7 separate regions of the Mus musculus genome follow, and all the other regions are linked to region 1. The links are chromatin contacts, called in public HiCAR-type, HiChIP or PLAC-seq and promoter capture Hi-C maps. All regions are on one chromosome and are shown on one strand. Each heading gives the region's core, a stretch centred on a gene start, on an enhancer-like site or on the middle of the called end of the contact. The rest is flanking DNA. Distances are from core to core; before and after follow the strand shown. Region 1 holds the start of Mnt (max binding protein). Region 2 holds the start of Aipl1 (aryl hydrocarbon receptor-interacting protein-like 1). Region 3 holds the start of Fbxo39 (F-box protein 39). Region 4 holds the start of Tekt1 (tektin 1). Region 5 holds the start of Spns2 (spinster homolog 2). Region 6 holds the start of Spns3 (spinster homolog 3). Region 7 holds the start of Ube2g1 (ubiquitin-conjugating enzyme E2G 1).

Region 1 (3,014 bases), core at 303-2,802:
CGGTGCTGTGCGATGGAGCCCAAGATCCTGAAAGCACCGACTGGCATGTCTCCATTTCCCTTGCATTGGCTACCATGGAGGTTGAAGCATTAACAGGTAACTGACTATCCCTAGCACTGAGAGTAATTGCATCGGCTTCGTTGTGCCCATAATATTCTAGTGCTTTTCAATGCTAACTGTACGAATGGAGATTGTATGGCTTTCCACCAAAGAGAGTTCCAGATGTAGGATATTTTTGTTGTCCTAATCAAGAAGATGTAAGTGCTCAGCCCCCTTCCTGAACTGCAGTTTGATAGTTCTTCACTTTTGCGAGGACCCGAGGTGGTAAGAGGCAGCTGGCGGTTGAGAGAGGTCTGACTAGACTACGAGTTGCTCAATGAACAAGGAGCAGTTGGAGTAGTCCCTTCACTTGGGCCTCAGTTTTCTTACCTGCAAAGTGCAATGATTTGGGCAAGCTGACTTCAAAGATCTTTCTGACTGTACCTAGGGACAGTCCTAAGCCCTGCAGCCAAGATAAAGACTGACTGGCGAGCTTAGGAGAGTGCGCGGTTCCAACCCAACACAGTGAGCGACCCCGCCCCGCGCCCAGCGGGCCGCTAGGGTAGCGCGCGGCTTCCGCCCTCCACGTTGTTGTTCCTGATTTAGGCCACGCCTCCTCGGCCTGGGCTTTGGACGCTTCTCCTTTTGATTACTGGTGCCGGGGCCCAACAACGAGGTGCCCTCTAGAGTGGCACACTTTTAGTCCCCACCCATATCAGAAACCGGTGGACAAAGAATTTAGGAGAAGGGAAGTAAGCCCTGGTTTTGAATGGGAGGGTAATGTAAAGCAGGGGATGGACTGCGGAATTCCCCTGTAGGTGTCTCACCCTTCCGTCACCCGGTGGCCCTATCCGCACCCGCTAATACGACCCTGTAGACACTGTCCCTTTAAACCGAAGGCTGGCGGCGCGGGGTGTCCATGTGGAGCTGCTCCATGCCGTGTTGTCCTGCCCGCCCATTGGCGGGCGGCCTGGTGATGTAGCCTAATAGGATGCGAACGCACTGCGGGGGGAGGAACAGAGACAAAATCCGGAACGGGATCAGCTCTCCCGTCCCTCTGTCAGGACTCTAGCAGCCTGCTGTCAGCTCCGCCCAGGGGCGGATCCCGGGGGGAATTGCGACAGACCGGACGGCTGCGGGATTTAGGTCGTGTCTACGTGGGGCGAAGAGACCTAGGGGTCAGACTATAGGTCTCCCTGACCTGTGTCACCGCTGTCTCAGCTAACCGAAGCCTTGGGCTTCCCATTCTCTCAGCAAGGCAGATCCCGCCGTGAATGCCCTAAGCACGCAAACCCCGTTTAACTTGTGGCTGGCCACGGAGAGGAGGGGCAAGTAGGGAAAGCGGAAACAGCGAGGAAGCCTGGTTCCATCTTCTCACCCCCACCCAAGCCACGTGTGCGCGCGCGGTGGGCGGGGCCATCCCTGGCGCGGCCCCGCCCTCAGTGAGACGCCGCGGCCCTGCGGGCGGGGGCTCCGGTCCGGGCTTTGGCTGCGGCCCCGGTGTAGTAGCGGGGGCGGCGGCCGGGGGCAGCGCGGCTCCTTCCCTTGTTGTGTGTGTCGGTGCCTCCTCGCCATCTTGTTGCAAAGCCCTTTCTTGTCGGCGGGACTCCGGGGGCCGCGGGGCGGGAGGCATCGGAAGGGAGGAAGAGGAAGAAGGAAGGAAGAAGGCAGTGCCGCCTTTTTTATTTTTTGCATCAAAATTTTTTTAATTTGCAAATTTTTATTTTGCAAATATTTTGGGAGACATTGATTTTTCTCCCCGTGCTCCCCCGTTCTTTTCTGAGGAGTGCGCTGCGCCGCCCAGCCCTGTCGCCCCCCGGAGGTGATCCCTCCCTCCTGCCGGCCCGCCAGCCTGACCTGTGCTTGGCTCGCGGGCCGCAGCCTCGGCCCCGGCGCGCCCCCGGCTGCTCTCGCCGCGATGAGCATAGAGACGCTACTGGAGGCGGCCCGCTTCCTGGAATGGCAAGCGCAGCAACAACAGAGAGCACGTGGTGAGCGGCCCGGCTGGGCCCCTGGGGCACTGGGCAGAAGGGGAGGCCAGTGACCCCGATCCCTGAACCCACTGGAAATCGCAGGGAGGCCCCTCTATGGCGCGACCTAAAAAGCCGGGCACAAACTCCCCGCAAGAGCTGCCGTCCGGGAGGAGTGATGCGAACGTTGAAAATAATTAATGAATTCATTAACATGCAAAGAAGGACCCAGTTTCTGCGGGTACCACCCTAGCTGACTGGCACCCCCGTACACCTTCAGTGGGGGGCCCCTTAGTTGTGGGCGGGCGGCGCCCTCGCTACCATTGAGGATGTGTGAACCGGGGGATGGGGAGAGGGATGTTGATGTGTGGGGGTGGCAGACCCGCGTGTGCTTGCGTGTGAGCACCAAGATGATGTGTGATGGGAACCGGGGAAGAGCGGATGAACGGACCTGTACACGGGTGTGTTTGTACAGCACACGAGTGGGCGTGTGCGTAACTGAGTGGGGGTGGGGAATACTCTACGCCGAGCTGCTCTTCGGATTCCCTGGCCTGGGCTGGAGGGTGCGGGGAGCGCTCCCGGCAGATCTACGCGCTGCTTGGGGCGGAGGCGGCCTTTGCAGAATGAAATGACATCGCGTGTCTTATGATCCTGGCCAGCCCCGCCTGACCCCGCCTCCCAGAGCTGGGCTGGGTCGCACGTCTAGCTTTGGCTGAGAGCTGCGCTGATTGGGTGCATGTGAGTGTCCCGCGGGTCGCTGGGGGCAGCCCTAGGCCCCCCTGCCTTGCCCTGCTTTAGCCGGTGTGGAATGTGGCGTGTCTGCGCGTTTCAAACCCGCTCTTGGCTGGAATGTTGCGTGTGCCTGCGTCCCAAGCCCGTTGGTTACCCGGACTGCTGACGTAGTCAGGCCCCGCCCCCGACCACGTGCACGGGGGACACTCCCGCTGGGGACTGTGCGGCCCGGCCCCTCCTCACCGCCTCGCGGTTGCCTAGGGGCGGGGTCTG
Region 2 (3,014 bases), core at 218-2,717, 2.8 Mb before region 1:
CATGAGCTGGCACGATGTCTGAAATGTGCCCATACCACGTGGGATACTGAAGAAAGTTCCCTGGACAGAGGTGGATACAAGGGGGGGGGATTATGCATTGATAGGTGGCAGGAACTCACAACTTGTTTTTTTCCTTGACTTTTGCATATTTGACAGTTTCTCTAAGAAATACCTATCCCTCCCAAGCACAAAACAAGAAGTTGTAAAGATGTTTCATATGTGATATAAATATGAATTGAGTCATAGAGTTGGGAGGAATGGGGGAGGGGAAGGATGTGCTCGGTGGCTTGAGTCTCCAGGATCTACGATGCTGAGCAAAAAGGAAAGGGGGGCCCTCTCCTACCATGTGAGGCCACATGTTCCCACAGCCCCTGCGCCAACCACATACTCCACGTCACTTTAAGGCCTGCTTTATCTGAAGGGCTGGGTGCCATGTTTGTAATGGCAGAGAATAGGGATGGAGGTGTCTTCACCTGCAGTGTCTTGTTTTACCCTAACTTTCCTGAACCCTGACAGCTCTGGGAAGCGCGTGAGGGAACAGAGTGCAGAGGGAGCCACGAGACTACTTACAATGGTGTCGCACCAGAACTCAGCCACCTCGCCCAGCCGCATGGAGGTCAGCAGCGTCTCCCACACCTCCAGCTTGAACATGTTGCCGATGATGATGCTCATGGGCTGGCCCACCTGCTTGCTGTCATCGATCACCGTGCGCTCGTCATCACACTTCATTGTGCGGAAATGAAAGGTCACCTGGTCCCCAGAACAGAGGGCTTTGGTGTAGACATATCTCCCCCAGTTCCAGCAGCCGTGTCACCCAACCACTGCAGGCTACTGAGGCTGTTCTTGGGGGTCAGTTCACCCACATCTCACAAGATAAGATGCCTCAGCTCCCCTCAAGAAATACCTACAAGTCCCTACAAGAAACCCATTCCTTTCCAGCAAACCCTATGCCTATCTCTCACAGCCAAGCGCCAGGAATTCCTTCTCCAATAAGCTCCAATGTCCAGGAGTGTGTTCCTCCACCCCTGAGAGACCCATCAAACACAAGAGGACAAACGCCATATCTCCTGAGGTTCCTTCCTACTAACTTGACATTTGGAGCTCTGGAAATTTTCCTTAACCTCTCCTCTTAGCTAAAGCTACCCTGAAAACTACCAAAAAGACCTGTCTATAAACTCCAAAGCAAGGGAGCCTGGGTAATGGAAAGGCAAGTCCAGCAAGGTCCTGCCTGGCTGCAGTAGGAAGGGATACCTGCAATGCCCTGGGCCCAACTGAAACAGAGAAAAGAACCACGGGGTCCTATCTGGGCGTAGATACTCACTCGAGAGCCAGTGATGAAGCTGGGGAGCTCTCCCGTCCCCCCATGCAGAATGGTCTTCTTGACACCCTCCACATTGAGGAGTAGAGAGACGTCCATGCTGCAGGTAGGGGAGAGGTTTGTTCAGGCCTAGATAATCCTACCAAAGCAGGGAACAATCTGGCTGATACCTGGGAAGAGGCCTGTGCAAGCCTAGATAATCCCACCAGAGGGGAGGACAGCAGCTGACATCACCCAGGGGATTCCCCGACAGGGAGGGAAGAAGGAAGAAAGGCAGAAGGAAGGTAGTCTAGGCACTACAGACCCCACCGTCCACATTCCTCAGGATCTCTCAGCAGATGCAGATCCCCGGTCTGACACCCATAGTGACTACATCAAGGTTTTCCTTTGTGCCACCTCAAAAAAAAAGGTCCACAGATGTTTCTGTGGGGAAGGAGAGAAGAAAGCAGGCAGCAGTAGACAGCTGGGGCCATCCGAGGGGAAAAGGAGGGAGGCCCAAAGCCACCATTGCCTTCCTGTACCTGTAGTGCGGACATTGTCCCAGTCTCTGACCCTTAACATCTCCACTTTCCCCTGCTCCTCTCCTCCTGGGGTCTGGGAGAAGGTTTCTAACTTTGGGGTGACTAAGAGAGTTACCCCAGTTCTGGGGGAAATTGATAAATTCCTAGTGTCAAGCTTCTGTCTCCACTCTAAGATCTGGCTGAGGAGTCGGGCTCTCCCCAGTCCTTTAGAAGGCCTTTGTCCTGGGTTCAGAGAAACAAGCAGAGCTTATGTGGAGCCCACTGAACCCCCTTGGGGAACTAGAGGAGAAAACGTAATGTGTCGGCTTGGTGTTTGGCGCCACCTTGTGGCCAGCTTAAATTTTCATGCTTCTTTCCCAGAGCCTTAAGATAAATGAAGGATTCTGATCACACCACCACCACCACAGTCCCTTTTGGGCATTGACAGAGAGGTAACAGACCTTGCCATGAGGGGACATTATAGCTGGCTAATAGCCAACCAGAGCTTCCTACATTAATGGCTTCATGGCCTTGGGCGTTTCCCTTCTCCAGGAAGGCCAGAATCCTGGGGATATCCAGCACCCTCAAAAGTCTTGATTTCCATGAGAAGTCCTTGCCTTAAAGGGCCACAAACCTAGGCTAACCAGTCAGAAACAGGATGCAACCTGGCTTTGTAGAAAGCTCTCCCTGAGTGCCAGCAGCCCCACTCGGGTCTGTTTCCATCCCAGCCTTAGAGAGGTGTAGACACTTTTTTCCTCTTCCATCTCTCCCCAGCCACACAGTAGCTTAAAGGAGCATGTTACTGAGGAAGAATGGACCATCAGGGAAAACAGTGCCTGCCATGCCACATACACCAGGGTCAGGTACTGACTCTGAGATCCCTGCTGTATTCTCCCGACCTGATGCGTGCTCTGTGAGTTGCTGTATAATGACTCCTTATAATGCAGTTTCTCTTTGGAACATTTCTCTCTCCTGATTAGATGCACAATGGCAGAAAAGGACTTTCATGCCCCATCTGGATGCTTCACCCTTGGTTACTGTTTCCATATCTTACTTTGCAGGGAGTCATAGCACACAGCAAAGGGATTCCAGAGGTCAGGCTTCACTGCTAAGGGGGGTGGGGTGGGGGTGGGGGACACTGGTCCACTGTCTATTTAGACCATAGCTTCAAAGGTTTCCAAGGCCTCATTGGAAAA
Region 3 (3,014 bases), core at 330-2,829, 2.5 Mb before region 1:
AAAGTGCTCTTGGCACTTTGGGTGACCAAGAAAAGAGACAGGCTTTCATCTTTGGTCTTCAGAAGATGTCTTTTCCTTCTTCTGAGCTACAGATGACCTGGAGAAAAGGCTTTCGCTTCTTGCACTGAACTCGAGCACCTAGGCTCAACTGCTGGGTTGGTGGCTCAAGAAACCCCTGCTTTATCCTAAGTTTCTCCCTGACCTTTTTCTTTGCCTTCCTCATTGGCTCTTCTGGACAAGACAGGTTAGGAATATGAGGCCTAGAGGGGGAGATGAAGCAGGAGAAAGGAAGGAAAGAGGGAGGGAGGGGAAAGTGGAAAGAAAGGGAAAGAGAAGGAGAGGGGGAGGGAGGGGAGGGAAGGGAAAGAATGGGAGGGGGAGGTAGGGAAGGAAGGGGAGGGGCAGGGCGGGGCAGACCAGGGAGAATTAGAGTTCCCAGAAAGTCTTTATACTGGGAGTTCTTAAAAGACTAATTGTTAGAAGGGCAATCGTCATAGGGAGGTTCACATGGTGCAGGGCCATCTTGAACTATCTTAGCCCCTTAAAAAGAAGCCATTTGCCCACATCTGTGTGTGACCTAACATCCTGTGACTCCTAGGTAAAGTTTTGAAACATATGAGTGGATCCCAACTGCTAAGAAAGTCATCACATATGCATCTGGAGCCTATAGCAAGGTCTCCCGCTTTGCTATAACCGCTCACCTGTTGTACCACCAGAATTTGTAAAGTGACTTTCTTTGTTTTGTTATTTTAAAACTTCACAGAAATTGTTACCAAGGTCAGAGCACAGATATCTGAAGCAAACTGAATCTGTATTTCTGGACCACAGTCACTCATTTGGCTCCAAAATAAACTTATCTCTGCATCCTTTTAGAGCTGTGTCTTTCACGTCGGTGATGGGGAGGGTGACAAGGTGAAGCCACCCCGCAGGGTAGCTGAGGTAGCTGAGGAAGGGGGCGTGCAGATGAGGTTTAGCAGTAAAGTATGGAGTAAGTGGCTGGGGCAGCTTATCTAGTGACAGACACACTATTCAACTTTTAGACCTGGGCTTCAGCACAAAGGTTACCCACTGGGGTAGGAAAGGGCCAAGGGTTACGTGTGCACCACCTTCTGAAAGCTGGAAAGGGGAACTGACCTTAGGTTCAAGCCATGTCACCCACCCTCTTGGGGTGAGGTGTTACCTCATCTGAGGATAGGAAAGTGGAGGCCCATGGCTAGCATGAGGAATGGACGAGTCCTCACCTGGGCTTTGGAATGGAGGCTCAAAGCTCCCGGAGGTCAAGACTGGAGGGAAGCGACCTGAACACAGTGTTGGGTTCAGACCTCTCTGCTGCTATGAGCAGAGGATTGGGCAGAGCGCCTGGCGATTCTCACCAGGTGCGCCTCCTTCCAGTCTCCTGCCTCCGCCCGCGGGCTTTCCTATTGGGTCTATGCAGCACCCTCTTCCTTCGCCTTCAGTGTATCTGGCAACTCCGGATTTGGGACTCAGCAACCGGCAGGCACTAGCAGAGCCAGTGGGTGGCTGCGCGTCACAAAGGCGGCTGTGGGCTTGGCCGCAGCGAGCACAGGGCGCCTCTCCTGATGCTCTTGGAGTCGGCGTGGGAGCAGCAGCGCGGGCAGAGGGGCAGGCGCGCTCCGCGTCCCTGCAGCCCGAGCCGGGCGCAGCGATCCGGTAACGGGTGGCCCGAAGCACCCACGCACCAGGAGGGCAGTGGTGGCCCCGCACAGCCGCTGGGCCCGCATGGGAGGGGCACGCCGCCCTGGTGACGGGACAGTCTTAAGTTTCCCTCGCTGGTTGGCAGCTGTGTCATATTATGGTGGACCAAGCCCAGGTTTGGGATTACTGGCATGGGTTCGGATCCCATACCCCACACACTTAGAACACCATCTCACTAGGAAACTCCATTAAGCTCCCAACACTCCTAGATTCTCTTTTTGCAAAATGGGCGCGTTCTCATCTTCATAAGGAAAATGCAGAAGTACCTTGTCCCCAGCTTACTAATTGCAGCTTGCTCTTAGATTACTTTCTACCTCCAAGGTGTAGTCCCTGGATCCGTTCATTTAAATTTCCCAAAACTAGGAGAAAGGAACTACTATTCCTATTGTCAGACTAAACACTGAGGCACAAAAATTTTTTACTAACTTTACAGTAGCAATTGACAGGCCTCTATATTCTTTTGCCTCCTGTCAGAGAAAGTGCTACTCTCATTTATTTGGAGGATCCTTGCGTGGGGGGGGGGTACCCCAGACAAAAAGGCTCACGGGGTAAAGCACTTGCCTTGGAGGTGTAAGGTCATGAGTTCGAATCCCCAGGAACTATATAAAGCTGCAGCTGCAATCCTGGCTATCCTACAATAAGAGAAGAAGTATAAACAGAAGAGACCTCAGAATCTCTTGCACTATCCAATGACAAACGAGATCCTGTTTCAAGGTGGAAGGTGAAAACCTATACCACACACACACACACCACATCTGTAGCCCACCAACATAGTCTTCTAGCCTGTGACTTTGTTGGGGTTTGATTTAGCAAGTCCCCCTTCCCAGCACACACACACACACTGTTCTGGGAAGCACCCCATGCCGAGTTTATGCAGTGCTAGGGATTAAACCCTAAGCTCAGGGTGTGCTGGACAAGCACTCTATTACCAAGCTATATCCCAGCTCTTGATTCGGCATTTTTGTTTTCATTTTTCCAGATTAACTTCTTCAGATCCATGCTATCCCCAGTCGAGGCTCATAACCTTGGACAGTTAGTTTACATACAATCAAAGTCTTCTTGGTGGGGGAAGGGTTAGTTTGGTTTGTTAAACAGAGTTTACAAGTTCAAGATGTGCAAGTACTTATTATGTCATCAGGTGTGAGCACATCCCATGAATTCACACTTCGGGGCTTTATCCATGCTGTCCCCTCCACCTGTAATCTAATCAGCTTCTCCATCACTAGGCCAGACAGGTCTGCCTTGCAGATCCTACTCATCCTTCAAAACTTAGCTCAGACATCACCTCCTCTAAGAAG
Region 4 (3,014 bases), core at 345-2,844, 2.5 Mb before region 1:
TCCTATTGCTTATAAACATGTGGACTATTCTCATTTAGGGTTATCACAAAATGCTCTTGATATTCTCCTGTGCATCTTTTGAGATGTGGAGTTCTTGTTGCTCTCGGTGAATCATAGAACAGTGTACTGGCTAGTCTTATGTCAACTTGACACAAGCTAGAGTTATCTGGCAAGAGGGAACCTCACTTGAGAAAATGACTCCATGAATCTGGCTGTGTGACATTTTCTTTATTAGTGATGTATGGGGAGGGCCCAGGCCTTTGTGGGTGATGCTAAGCCTGAGCTGATGGTCCTGGGTTCTGCAAGAAAGCAGATTGAGCTGGGCAGTGGTGGTGCCTTTAATCCCAGAACTAGGAAGGCAGAGGCAAGTGGATCTCTGAAAATTTGAGACCAGCCTAATCTACAGAGTGAGTTCCAGGAAAGCCAGGGCTACACAAAGACACCCTGCCTTGGAGAAGAAAAAAGGAGAGAGAGGGAGGGAGGGAGGGAGGGAGGGAGGGAGGGAGGGAGGGAGGGAGAGAGGGAGAGAGGGAGAGAGGGAGAGAGGGAGAGAGGGAGAGAGAACGAAAGACAAGGAAGGAAGGAAGGAAGGAAGGAAGGAAGGAAGGAAGGAAGGAAGGAAGGAAAGAAAGAAAGGAAGAAAAGAAAGAAAGGAAGAAAAGACAAGGAAGAAAGGAAGGAAAGAAAGAAAAAAGAGAAAGAAGGGAAGGAAGGAAGGAAGGAAGGAAGGAAGGAAGGAAGGAAGGCAGGCAGGCTGAGCGAGCCATGATGAACAAACCAGTTAGCATGCCCTTCATGCCCTCTGCATTAGCTCCTGCCTCTAGATTCTTGCCCTGTTTTGAGTTCCTATCCTGACTTCCTTCAATGATAAACAAGCAATATGAACATGTAAGACAAATATGCCCTTTCCTCTCCAACTTGCTTTTTGATCATGTTGTTTTGTCACAGCAATAGAAACCCTAAGACAAGCAGTATTCTTTCAAATACATGAACCCAGACATGTTGTATAAGAAATGAACAGATGTGACGTCTGTAAGCCAACATCTGGGCATTGTGACTACAGGATAAAGACAAGGAACAGGGGGTAAGGCAGCCTCTGGAGACAGTTGCGGGGGAAAAAAAATATGATCCCCTGGCTCTGAACGACATCACATCTGTCTTCCATAGGCAAAGCTGAACTCTGAAAGCCTCCCGCTCTGGACTCTATAACCCTAGTATTTACCCTAGGGGCCTCTGAAGCCGTCACAACCAAGGATGGATTCAGATCTTGACTAGGCTAAGCATCAGGCCCCATGTAACCCCCTCAGACACTCCTGAGCTCTCCAGTTCAGTCCCCTCCTATGGTCTCTCCCGAGTCTGTCTCAGCGTGGCTCTCTGAGATATAACTTTGAACAAGTGTGAATAGTCTCGAAGAGGGGACCGATATCAGTGCTAACCGCTGATACAAAAGACACACCGCGTGGGTAGGGAGAAGGGGTAGGTGAGGTGGATCGGGGCTCACTTACCTTAGTTCATTAAAGAACACAAGCTTCTGTAGGGCACTCCTGACCCCAACCAGAGCTCCTGGTTCTGAGAGAACCAGCCGAGAAAACTGCGGTCTCTATGGCAACCGGACGGACGCAACGTTGCCCTAGTTAGAAGACTGCGCAAGCGCGAATGTGAGAGTGGTGCTAAAGGGTAACCCGAGCAAACAAGACAAAGAAAGTAGGTGGTCCGAAGTCTGATCCTGCTGAGAAAACGTCAAAACACGGGGCAGGAGATTGGGTCACTCGGGGTTCCCGTTCCCCGAGTCTCTGACTCCATAGATGCACAGCGGGTCGGTCTTGGCGCTGTCCTGAGCCGTAGATGACCCGGGACCACAGAGATACACACACTGCGTTCCACGTGGTCGTTGCTCCAAACCTGGAGCAAAGGACCTGCAAACCTAGCGACACACAGGGTGCATGGGTAGCTCCAGACAGGGGTAGGCAAGAATGGGTTTTCGGCCAGGTATCTTCTCCCAAGGCGTAAAACTCACCAAGCACTGAGCTTTTTCTCGGTTAAGATCGCACTGCTACGTGATCTTCAAACTGTTGTGGATTGAGTTAAAATTAGGCTTTCAGGACGCCAGCCACTCGGTGCCACGGCCATGAGTTTAACATAGCCATACACCATCTTCAAACGTTCGTTTTACAGGCAGCACGTTTATTTAAAAAACAAAAAAACAAAAACAAAACAAAACAAAAAAACCCTTTGCATTACTACTGGAAATGGGAAATTGGCGCTGTCTGTGTGGCAGAAAAAGCAATCATAAAGGTGAACACGATGAAACAAAGGCATAAAATTTATAACAATGTGAAGGCACTGATGAAGGGCTGGAGAGATGGCTCAGCGGTTAAGAGGACTGACTGCTCTTCCAGAGGTCCCGAGTTCAATGCCAAGCACCCACATGGTGGCTCACAACCATCTGCAATGAGATCCAGTGCATACCTTCTGGTGTGCATGAAAACAGAAAACAGAGCACTCCTAGTCATAAAATAAATACATAAACAAATCTTTAAAAGAAAGAGAAAGAAATGAGGGAAGGAAGGAAGGAAGGAAGGAAGGAAGGAAGAAAAAGCAGCGATGAGCTGGGTGTATCTGCTTATCCCTGGCATCTCAGCATGCCAGAAAAAGACCCTTAAGCTGAGGATTCAAATCTGAAAGACATATTGGAAATTAACACTCACCTTTCATTCATGTATGTATATATATATATATTGCTTTTTTTCAAGACAGGGTTTCTCTGTGTAGCTCTGGCTGTCCTGGAACTCACTTTGTAGACCAGCCTGGCCTGGAACTCAGAAATCCACCTGCCTCTGCCTCCAAGAGCTGAGATTAAAGGCGTGCGCCACCACTGCCCAGCTCATGTATCTATGTTCTTAATTCTGGTATTAATATTAATGAATACCTTAATTCAAAGACTGGGGTAGGCAAGGTGGCTCAGCAAGTAAAAGTGCCTCTCCAGAAGGAAAGACATGACTGCCACAAGTTGT
Region 5 (3,014 bases), core at 347-2,846, 2.3 Mb before region 1:
GTTGTGGGATAGAATGTTGGGTCCCCCCCACCACACACACACACAACTGCACTCCTCCACCGGGAGCCCCGGAGACCAGCCTAACCAGTGTTTCTTTTCAAAGCTACATTATCCTCAGGCAGGGCCAGCTCTAGGACAGGTCCCTACGTCTTGACCCCTGTGAAGACAGGGAGAGACGCCAGCAGAATAGAATCCCAGAGTCACATCCACACTAAGAGGCCCAGGGATCAATCAATTCACAAACGGAAACAGACCTAAACACAAGCTGAAACTGGCCCAAGGTCACACACACATTAAGCACATTCAGGATAGAAACCCAGTTGTATCCATTTCAGTCTCAAACCTGGGGTTGAGTCGCAGAGATGCTCAAGGAGCATGAGGCTGCCTCTCTTTAGACCAACCCCCCCAGCCCCCGCCCCCAGGCCTATGCCCTGCTCCAGGCTCCAAGCGCCATGGAGCAGAAGGAGGCGTCTCCAGGCCTCAAGCCAGGGCCAGCTGCAAACCGCATCCTGGGTCCCCAGGCGGCACGGACCCGCCCCGCCCCTCCCTCGGCTCCCCGCAGGCCCGAGCCTTTGTCAGCCACGCGCTTACAAGCTCACACACACATATCCGCGCTGCCACGCGCGCGCACACTCCGGCTGCCTGGCGCACACCCGCAAGAGGCGCACACACTGGCCGCACGCATGCAGGGGGGTGGCTGAGACCGAGGAAAGAAGGAACAGACGGGCCGTGCAAGCACAGACGGCCTGGACTAAGGGAAAAGGAGGAGAGGCCGGGGAACCTGCGGCTGTGGAGGAAGGGGGCGCACAGGCGATAAGGCAAGAGAGACGCAGAGGAGACTCTGGGAGGACAACGGATGAGCCGTCAAGGGCTTGGCGAAGGCTCACAAGCTGCTCCAGGGGTGGAAACTCCACCAATCCCTAACACGGGGAGCGTGGGGTGCTTTGGATTGGACCCATGGAACGCCAAAGCATCGCTTGAACAGAGGGTCCTTAGGGACTCTCCAGAGGGCTTGGATCTAGGGAGCTGGCAACCAAAAGCTCCCTAGGGCATCTGGGATGGAAGGGCCCTGGTCCTCGGGCTAGATGGGGCATTTGCTCACCTGCCACAGTGTACCTGTCCAGGTAGTTGAGCACGTTGCCTAAACTCAGGATGGCAGCAGCTGCCCCCCGCCCTCGGCCTAAGCTGGCCGGTTTGGGCTGCGGCGCGCTGGGGCCCTTGGCAGCTGCTGCGCAGCCAGGGGTGCTGGGGATGCTGGGGAGTCCGGACGGGACCCGCCTCACGCTGCCGGACAACGTCTGCACCTCTTCGTCGGCGGACACGACTCCAGCGCCCCCAACACCCCGCGCCCCGCAGCAAGCGCTACCTCCAGCCCCTGGCTGCGCCCCCCGGCGCCGGCGCCGCCGCTCGGCGTCCGCCTCCTCCTCCTCCGCGCCGCCCGCCGCCGCCGAGGCGCATTCCAGGCACATCATGCCGGCCCGGGCCGGGGCGGCGGGGGGCGCGGGGGGCTCGGGGGACGCGAGGCCCAGCCCGGGCCCGCTCAGTGCGTGCGCGCGCCGCGGAGCCGCCGCTGCACCATCCCGGCCCGGCCCGTCCGCTTCTGCGCTCGGGCTCCAGCCCTGGCTGCGCCGCTGCTACTGTTCAGTCAGTGAGACGCGCGGCCCCGGCGGCTCTGACAGCTGCGGCCGGCCCCGCCCACCAAGCTCGTGTGCCCAATCACCTCCGGGCTCAAGCCACAGCCCCGCCCCGCACGTGCTGCCCCGGGGGGTGCGGGGGCGCCTGGCCGCACAGCCCCACCCGCCTGACGGGGGCGCAAGTCACGCAGTAGCGCTGCGGCCACGGAACCCTCGGGGATCAGGAAGCGATTGCGGGGAGCTGCAGCACCGATTAGGATTTAGGTGAGGGAAGAAGGGTACCCCAGACCCTACTCAACTTCCACCCTGCCCCTGCGATGGGAGAGGACCCCTGGCTGAGGCCGAGGAAGGCCCATGGCTTAAGCTACGCATTAAAAAAAAAAAGTCTCAGATGGTCAAAACTGGGGAACCTGTTGTAGAGCTGACTCCAACAGTTACTCACCTTAATTCAGTCTGTTTAGGCAGCGCTGCCTAAGAAACATGATTGGTGGACCCAGGACACAGACCTCATGAAGGTCCATTGCTCTCCTCTATAGAGAAGCACCTCCATGCTATGACCTGGGCTCACTCTGACCATATCTCTACCCCCCATAGAGTGGAGCTTGTGAGAACCAGGGCTCGGATTAGAGCCCAAAAGAACCAGGAGGGCCTCCTCAATGCCAGGCAGGGTGTCCTACACCTGTAACCCCAGCGTTTGGGAGGCTGAGTCAGGAGAGATCCAATCTCAGACAAACGAGAAGGAGAGGGGATGGAGCAGAAAAAGCCTTTGAGGGGGGTACCATCTCCCCAAAACCCTTAGTGAAAGTTGGAAAGCTGGATCCTAGCCTATATCTGCTCTTGCGTGTGGCTTAACATTGGACGAAACCTCTATCTTTCTGGGTCTTTGTTTCTATTGGGGGAATATAGTCCAGGTAGTTGAGCACGTTGGGGGGGGGGGGGTTGTCAGTTCTGGAGAATGGCTAGGTAGCTTCTGTGTAAAGAACAGTCTTCTCTTGTAAGTCCATCATTTGGGAGGCAGAGGCAGGTGAAACTCCGAGGTTCCAGGCCAGCGAGTCCAGGCCAACACGTCTCTAAATAAATAAATATGTAAAAGGAAAGAAAGAAGTTAAAACCCAGTATAGCATGTTCTCCCTAGTATGTGCCAAACCCTTGGTTCAAATGAGAGAGTCAGGGGAGACTTAATTCAGCCCCTCAGATATCCAGTGGTTTCTGTCTGTTTCACAGACAGACTTCAGGTCACCAAGGTGACCCGTCATAAACAGACAACTAGTCAATGGTCTGGTTGGTACGAAGCCAGGGCCCTGAAATCATCTTGCTAGTGCAGGCTGCTCCAGAGCCCACGTCCACAACAGGAACATCTTGTGAAGGTGTCAACCACAG
Region 6 (3,014 bases), core at 333-2,832, 2.3 Mb before region 1:
CTCAGTGTTCCCACCACAGTGTTCCTGCTCTCAGTACTTTTGCTCTCAGTGCTCCTGTTCTCAGTGCTCAAGCTGGAACAAGTGGATGATGAAAGAACAGCTAGGCATGCTGTCGCACCTGTAACCTCAGCACTTAGGAGACAGAGGGCAAGAGGATTGGGAGTTCAAGATCATTTTCAACTGCATAGTGAATTCAAAAGCAACCTGATCTTACTTAAGACCTTGTCTCAAAAACAAACAAACAAAGAAAAGAGGCTGGGTGGTTTCACCCCAGTAAGTGATCTGCAGCCTCTCCTGAATGGTCCCAAGCCAGAACAGGGCACAATGTGTGTGGGGGCAGCGGTGTGAGTGGGTGGATGGGACTGTGCTCTGCAGCAAAGGCGTTGGGTTCAGGATGGAGCTGCAGGCAAGGTTACGGAGGGCAGAGCAGCCCTCTACATCAGTTATTAGAGTGCTTATCCAGCATGCACAAAGACCCTGGGTTCAATCCCTAGAACTTCATAAAGCATTGTGGTGGCAAGCCTGTAATCCCGGCCCTAAGAAGGTGAAGGCAAGCATATCAGCAGTTCATGATTATTCTCAGTTACATAGCGAGTTTGAATCTAGCCTGAGCTCCATGAGGCCCTGCCTCAAAAAAGAAATGAAGGCTGACAAGATGGCTTAGCCTGTGAAGGCGCTTGCTGAACAAGCTTGGAAACCTTAGTTCAATATCTGAAGCTCAAATAAAAGTGAAGGAGCATGCACACACAGGCACACACACATACACACACATGTGTGCACGCACATGCATACACACTCTGTCTTTTTAAAGAAAGGGCTGAATATAAACTGATGAAGGAATGAATGGGTGACTAGATGAGAAAAGACAAGTGGAGCCCAGACACAAAGGAGTGCGTAAGTGAGAGACAGAACACAGAAGCAGGTTGTACCCTGTTTCCAATAAGAAGAAAGGCAAACTGTGCAAGGTAGGCCAGCAGCCGGCTGCCCCAGAAACAGTGCAGGCAGAGCCATTCTCACTTGGGAGCTTGGCCAAGCTGCTCTGCCCTCCGTAACCTTGCCTGCAGCTCCATCCTGAACGCAAGCAACGCCTTTGCTGCAGAGCACAGTCCCATCTACCCACTAACACCCCTGTCCCCACACACATTGTGCCCTGTTCTGGCTTGGAACCATTCAGGAGAGGCTGCAGACCACTTGCTGGGGTGAAACCACCAGAGCTGTGCTCCTAGAGAGGTACGAGGGCTTGGAAGAAGAAGGCCACCAAGGATACACAGTTGTGGGCTTTTAGAAGGGGGGTATCTGAAGATACTGCCCCACGCTACCCCTCCCATGCTCACCTGGGATGATGAACCAGTTCATGTAATTCAGAAGGTTGATGTAACAGAGAACAGCTGCAGCCAAGTAAGCTCTCCAGCGGGGCAGGCTCCAGGGGACGGGTGTGGAGGGAGGCAGACACGTACCTGAAGCCAAGGCCCCATACTGCCCACCTTGGCTCAGGCTCTGGCTCTGTGGCCCTCCTGTCTGAGGTTTGAGACACTCTGTGGACATCCCCTCAGCAGTGCTAACTGCAACTTCTCTGTCAGAACGGGTGCCGAACAAAGCTACATCAGCTTGCCACCAAGTCACTTCCTGTGGGCTCCCAGCCTCTCAACCTCAACAGGCTGCCCCTTTAACTGCCAGACACCTTATCATCGCAGGTTCCTGCTGAGCACAGCGCAGCCACACTGGTGGGATTTCATCACTCTAGGCCTCTTAGCCCTGCTGGGGTAAGACGCCATGCACTGGTGATTGGATAACTCTGTGGTCCCTCAATCTAGCCTATGGCTGCAGCAGGGGCAGTGAGGAAGAGACGCTCCTAGGACAGGAAATGAGAGGAGTGTCCCCAAGCCTTGCTCACTGCAAACTGCCCTGCCTGTGCAGAAGATGGGCCGTTAGCACAGCCATGAACCAGGTTAGATACAGGAGGGTAGGTGTTGACCAGGATGGTAAGGAAATTGCACAGAGGAACAAGATAACAGAGATATCTGAAGACATAGAGACAAGCTTATGTAAAACTAACCCATGGGGGCTGGCAAGATGGCTCAGCCTGTGAAAGTACCTGCCACCAGGCCTGCTTGACATATGTTTGATCCCCAGAGCCCATATGGTGGAAGGGGAGAACTGCACAAAGTTGTCTTCTGACCTCCAAACATAACATACACCAAGGCACACAAGTGCACGTGCAGGTACAGGAGTACTCTCTGCTCTGTCTCTGTCTGTCTGTCTGTCTGTCTGTCTGTCTGTCTCTGTCTCTCTCTCTCTCTCACACACACACACACACTTTCACTCACATCCATACAGACACAGAATAAATAAATTTTATCAACAAGGAATAAGTCTAGGGAGATGTTCTCAGGGGAGCTGTAGAAATTGATTGCCAGTTGCAAGGGTAGAAAAAGTACAAATACACAAAGCCATCAGTGATGGCCCACACCTGTAATTCCAGCACTTGGGAGGTGGAGCTAAGACTATCAGGAGTTCAAGTTCACCATCCCTAGCTACATGGTGAGTTTAAAGCCAGCCTGGGCTACATGAGACCCTATCTCAAAACAAAACAACATTAAAAAAGAGTAACCATACAGGCCAATGAGATGGCTCAGCAGGTAAAGGCACTTGCTGTGTAAGGCTGACAGCCCAAGTTCAATCCCAATCCCAGGTAAAGATGGAAACTAACTCCACAAAGTTGTCCTCTGATCTCTATACATGTGTCATGGTACATGTGTCTCCACACACATCATGCACACGCACACAATATATTTTAAAAGTATTTAACAGCCAGGCATAATGGTCCATGCCCTTAATTCCATTTAATTCCAGCACTTGGAAACATAGGCAGGCAACTGTCTGTGGCCAGCCTGATCATGATCCACAGACAGAGAGGTCCAAGTCAGTCCAGTCTATGTAGTGAGAAGACACTGTCTCAGAGCCAGGGGTGGGGGCTGGAGGGTGCTGTGGGGTGTTGGGCAGAGATCTGACAG
Region 7 (3,014 bases), core at 377-2,876, 2.2 Mb before region 1:
GGCATACACATGGTACACATAAATTCACCCCGGCTCATATATATACCCATTAAAACAAAATCCTTAAAAACAAACCCACAGAGGGATATGGTGGGGCATGGTTTTAGTTCCAATCCAGACAGAGGCAGGCAGATCTCTTGAGTTCGAACCTGCAACCTGGTCTGCAGAGGGGTTCCAGGACAGCTAGGGCTATACAGAGAAACTCTGTCTCAAAAAACCAAAACCAACCAACCAAAACAAACAAACAAACAAGCAAAACAACTACAAAAAACCAACCCCTCCCCTATCCCAACCATAAAGCTGGATTAGTCCCTAGGTGGGCAGTATTTCAAAATGGCAGATTCACTCAATGTTTGTTTCTTTGGTCTGGTGGGACAGTGCTAGGGAGGTAAGCCAGGGCCTTGTGCCTGCTTGCCCAGTAATTTTTATTACATGCCTAACGGAATCTGCTCCTCTTGTTCACTTTACTTGGAGTTCACAGAAGCTTCATGCTTTTGTGGGTAGAAATGGACCTGATTTCCTATGCACAGTTTTTGTTTTCTACAGTCCAGGTACAGGGAAGTAGGGATTGAACAAACACTTATTGAAAGAACAAGCAAGGGGCTGGAGAGATGGCTTAGCGGTTAAGAACACTGGCTGATTTCCCAAAGGTCCTGAGTTCAATTCTCAGCAACATGGTGGCTCACAACCATCAGTAATGGGATCCTATGACCTCTCTTGGTGTGTCTGAAGAGAACAACAGTGTAGTCATATACATAAGTAAATAAATCTTTAAAAGAAAGAAAGAAGAAACAAAATTGAGTGTCAATGTTACTTTTCCCCCTTCCCTTTTTTGTTTCTTTATTGCTACAGTGTTGACAAAGCACTCAACTGGGAAATGGGCAAGGAGGTTGGATAAGGTTGACTTTTCCTAATCTCGGCTTTCACACTTGGACTTTACATAGTAGGTGCCTTTTCTAGAGGAGTCTGATCTATTATGGATCCTCATCCCCAGACGGAGATTGGGTATCACTGTGCAGCGAAGGGGACCTGGGTCTTCTAATCCTCAGCCTCAAGTGTTGAGATTACAGGAGAATACCACCTGAATCCGAACCATTTATCAGGTTGTGCTAATCACAACTCTGCACTTTACTCAGTCTTACTATTTACTTAAACGTTTTCTGCTATGAGACTCATAACATTTTTATTTCAAGGACCATTCTGTGCATTCTTTATGAATTATCACCATGCACTCTATTTTGCGGCTGCTTAAAATGGTGCACACCAGTACTAAATTCGGCTTTGTAACAATGACTAATTCGCACACCTCCGATGTAGTGTTGGATGGCTGCTGGGTCCTCGCCAACATCTACCACTTCTGGTCCCATCACGCTTAGACCTCCTGCTTATACCGGGAGGCAGCGTCCTGACCCTCCGCGACCTCTTTGTCATGGCGTCCGCGGGGCGTCTACCAGCCGACGCTTCCGCAGCTGGGCGGGCGTGGACCTTCCCAAGATGGCGGGGCTGAGCCCACTGCGCGCGGTGGGCGGGGTTCCACCGCCGGAGGCGGGGCAGCAGGGCCGAGGGGTCGGGCTAGCAGGAGTGCTGCTTCTGAAGGAGGCAGGCTCAGCGCGCTTGCGCGGAGCGGCCCTGCGCGCAGTGAGGCAGTGGCGGGGGAAGGCACCGGTGGGGCCGACGGGCGGGCAGAGGAGGGAAGCGGGCGAGCGAAGTCCCAGTGCGCGCCGCGGCGGCCCGGGTACCCTCCCCTTCCGGGCGTGAGGCGCTGAGCGAGGAAAGCCGAGCGGAGCGGACTCGCATAGGCGGCGAGGTGCTTCTCGGGTCTCCCAAGACCGGCCTCCCCGCGGCTTCGGCGCTCCGGTCCGGGTTCCTCAACACACATCTAGCTCCAGGCACCGGCAGAGCTTGTCGCCAGTCCGTCGAAGTCCCGGTGGCGGCCCGGGCTCTCGGTGGGGAGGATGACGGAGCTGCAGTCGGCGCTGCTACTGCGAAGACAGCTGGCAGGTGAGCGGCGGGGCGCCGGGCCGCGATCGCGGACTGCCGAGCCACTCGCCTCCTCTCGCCCGCTCGGAGGCTGGGTGGTGGCGGGCCGCGAGGGTGGGAGCCCGCGAGTCGCGGCGAGCTGGCGACACTCCTGGCCCGGCTGTGGAGGGTGTTGGGGGCGGGGACGCTCCCCAGCCTCGCCCTCGGACGGGCCGGACGCCCTGGGCGGCTGCCCCCTCCCCCACGGCACTGGGGCGTTGCGGGGGAGGGGCGTGGGTCCCGGTCGGGCCGACCCTCCCTGAGGGGCGGATCCCGGGCTCAGGTGCGGCGGAGGCCGCGGAACCTCGGGGACCCCGGGAGCTTGCGGGGTCCCCGCGCGGCTGTGAGTCCGAGCCGTGTCGGGGGCCGGAGAGGGGAGGCGCGCCAAACTTCTGGCCCGGCAGCGCGGGGTTCGCGGAGTTAGGGCAGACAACAAAAGCGACGGCGGGGCTGGCCCGGGTGCTGACGCGGGGCACCGGGGGGCTCGGCGGGGAGCGCGACTCCGCTTCGCCTGCCTCCGCCTGGCACGAGCTCGGGCTGCGCCGCCCGTCTGGGGGAGGGTGGGCGCGGGCGCTGGGGAGAGCGGCTCGCTGGCCGGCCCGGGCTTTGTGCTCCGTGGGCACGGCTCGGGCTCCTTCGCGCAGGCTCGCGGCCACCGGGCTGCGGCCCGCCTTAGGCTCTGGCCAGGGGCGGCGGCTCAGTGCCTCCCCCGTGGAGTCTCTGTCCCCCTCCCCCATTGTCCCGGCCTCTGGCCGTTTGCGGCTTCCAGGTTGACTTTTTAGGGGGTTGGCTCCTACTCTGCTAGGACTGTGTGAGCGGAGCATGCGCGCTGGAGGCGTACGTGTGCGGAGTGGAAGGGGGGGAGGGAGGAGGCGGGTTGGTGCCTTCACAATGCCGCCCCACGTGCTGCCAGATTTAAAGAGAAATGAACCGGTAGTTAGCCCTGCTGTCCTACGCCAAGCGTGTGCCTGGCTTGGTTCAGGCGACTTCACCCC

Evidence for each region. Promoter capture Hi-C pulls out the DNA fragments that hold promoters and counts their contacts. HiCAR-type assays count read pairs that join an accessible place to other places. HiChIP or PLAC-seq counts read pairs in DNA pulled down with a chosen protein or histone mark.
Region 2: a contact with region 1 is called in a HiCAR-type map of astrocytes, with 2.9 times the contacts expected there. The contact joins the promoter of Aipl1 here to the promoter of Mnt in region 1. A contact is called at or near these places in 1 of 39 promoter capture datasets (pre-B cells) and 1 of 115 datasets of contacts at active chromatin or transcription factors (astrocytes).
Region 3: a contact with region 1 is called in an H3K27ac HiChIP or PLAC-seq map of embryonic stem cells, with 7 times the contacts expected there. The contact joins the promoter of Fbxo39 here to the promoter of Mnt in region 1. A contact is called at or near these places in 1 of 39 promoter capture datasets (pre-B cells) and 2 of 115 datasets of contacts at active chromatin or transcription factors (both in embryonic stem cells).
Region 4: a contact with region 1 is called in a promoter capture Hi-C map of hippocampal neurons, with 6 times the contacts expected there. The contact joins the promoter of Tekt1 here to the promoter of Mnt in region 1. A contact is called at or near these places in 2 of 39 promoter capture datasets (embryonic stem cells and hippocampal neurons) and 4 of 115 datasets of contacts at active chromatin or transcription factors (astrocytes, embryonic forebrain, embryonic stem cells and 1 more).
Region 5: a promoter capture Hi-C map of liver shows a contact between it and region 1, with 5 times the contacts expected there. The contact joins the promoter of Spns2 here to the promoter of Mnt in region 1. A contact is called at or near these places in 4 of 39 promoter capture datasets (cranial neural crest, hippocampal neurons, liver and 1 more) and 4 of 115 datasets of contacts at active chromatin or transcription factors (extraembryonic endoderm stem cells, forebrain, large pre-B cells and 1 more).
Region 6: a promoter capture Hi-C map of pre-B cells shows a contact between it and region 1, with 3 times the contacts expected there. The contact joins the promoter of Spns3 here to the promoter of Mnt in region 1. A contact is called at or near these places in 3 of 39 promoter capture datasets (cranial neural crest, liver and pre-B cells) and 2 of 115 datasets of contacts at active chromatin or transcription factors (astrocytes and differentiating embryonic stem cells).
Region 7: a contact with region 1 is called in an H3K27ac HiChIP or PLAC-seq map of cardiomyocytes, with 4 times the contacts expected there. The contact joins the promoter of Ube2g1 here to the promoter of Mnt in region 1. A contact is called at or near these places in 2 of 39 promoter capture datasets (cranial neural crest and embryonic stem cells), 4 of 484 Hi-C or Micro-C datasets (B cells, CD4 T cells and embryonic stem cells), 13 of 115 datasets of contacts at active chromatin or transcription factors (astrocytes, bone marrow-derived dendritic cells, cardiomyocytes and 6 more) and 1 of 9 other capture datasets (embryonic stem cells).

What each region holds. Positions count from the first base shown.
Region 1 is chr11:74,829,372-74,832,385 of GRCm38.p6, forward strand. Mnt (max binding protein) reads left to right here and starts at 1,553. Exons shown (of 6, transcript NM_010813.3): 1 at 1,553-2,030. The coding sequence starts at 1,958.
Region 2 is chr11:72,036,042-72,039,055 of GRCm38.p6, forward strand. Aipl1 (aryl hydrocarbon receptor-interacting protein-like 1) reads right to left here and starts at 1,468. Exons shown (of 6, transcript NM_053245.2): 1 at 1,322-1,468; 2 at 571-750. The coding sequence starts at 1,417.
Region 3 is chr11:72,312,865-72,315,878 of GRCm38.p6, forward strand. It overlaps Fbxo39 (F-box protein 39), which reads left to right and starts at 1,580. Exons shown (of 4, transcript NM_001099688.2): 1 at 1,580-1,671. Xaf1 (XIAP associated factor 1) reads left to right here. Exons shown (of 6, transcript NM_001037713.4): 6 at 1-869.
Region 4 is chr11:72,360,288-72,363,301 of GRCm38.p6, forward strand. Tekt1 (tektin 1) reads right to left here and starts at 1,595. Exons shown (of 8, transcript NM_011569.3): 1 at 1,506-1,595. It overlaps Gm34317 (a long non-coding RNA gene), which reads left to right and starts at 1,627. Exons shown (of 7, transcript XR_003949575.1): 1 at 1,627-1,704.
Region 5 is chr11:72,488,324-72,491,337 of GRCm38.p6, forward strand. Spns2 (spinster homolog 2) reads right to left here and starts at 1,597. Exons shown (of 13, transcript NM_153060.3): 1 at 1,103-1,597. The coding sequence starts at 1,472.
Region 6 is chr11:72,548,664-72,551,677 of GRCm38.p6, forward strand. It overlaps Spns3 (spinster homolog 3), which reads right to left and starts at 1,583. Exons shown (of 12, transcript NM_029932.3): 1 at 1,335-1,583. The coding sequence starts at 1,545.
Region 7 is chr11:72,605,635-72,608,648 of GRCm38.p6, forward strand. Ube2g1 (ubiquitin-conjugating enzyme E2G 1) reads left to right here and starts at 1,627. Exons shown (of 6, transcript NM_025985.4): 1 at 1,627-2,001. The coding sequence starts at 1,956. Gm51906 (a long non-coding RNA gene) reads right to left here and starts at 1,529. Exons shown (of 4, transcript XR_003949712.1): 1 at 1,307-1,529.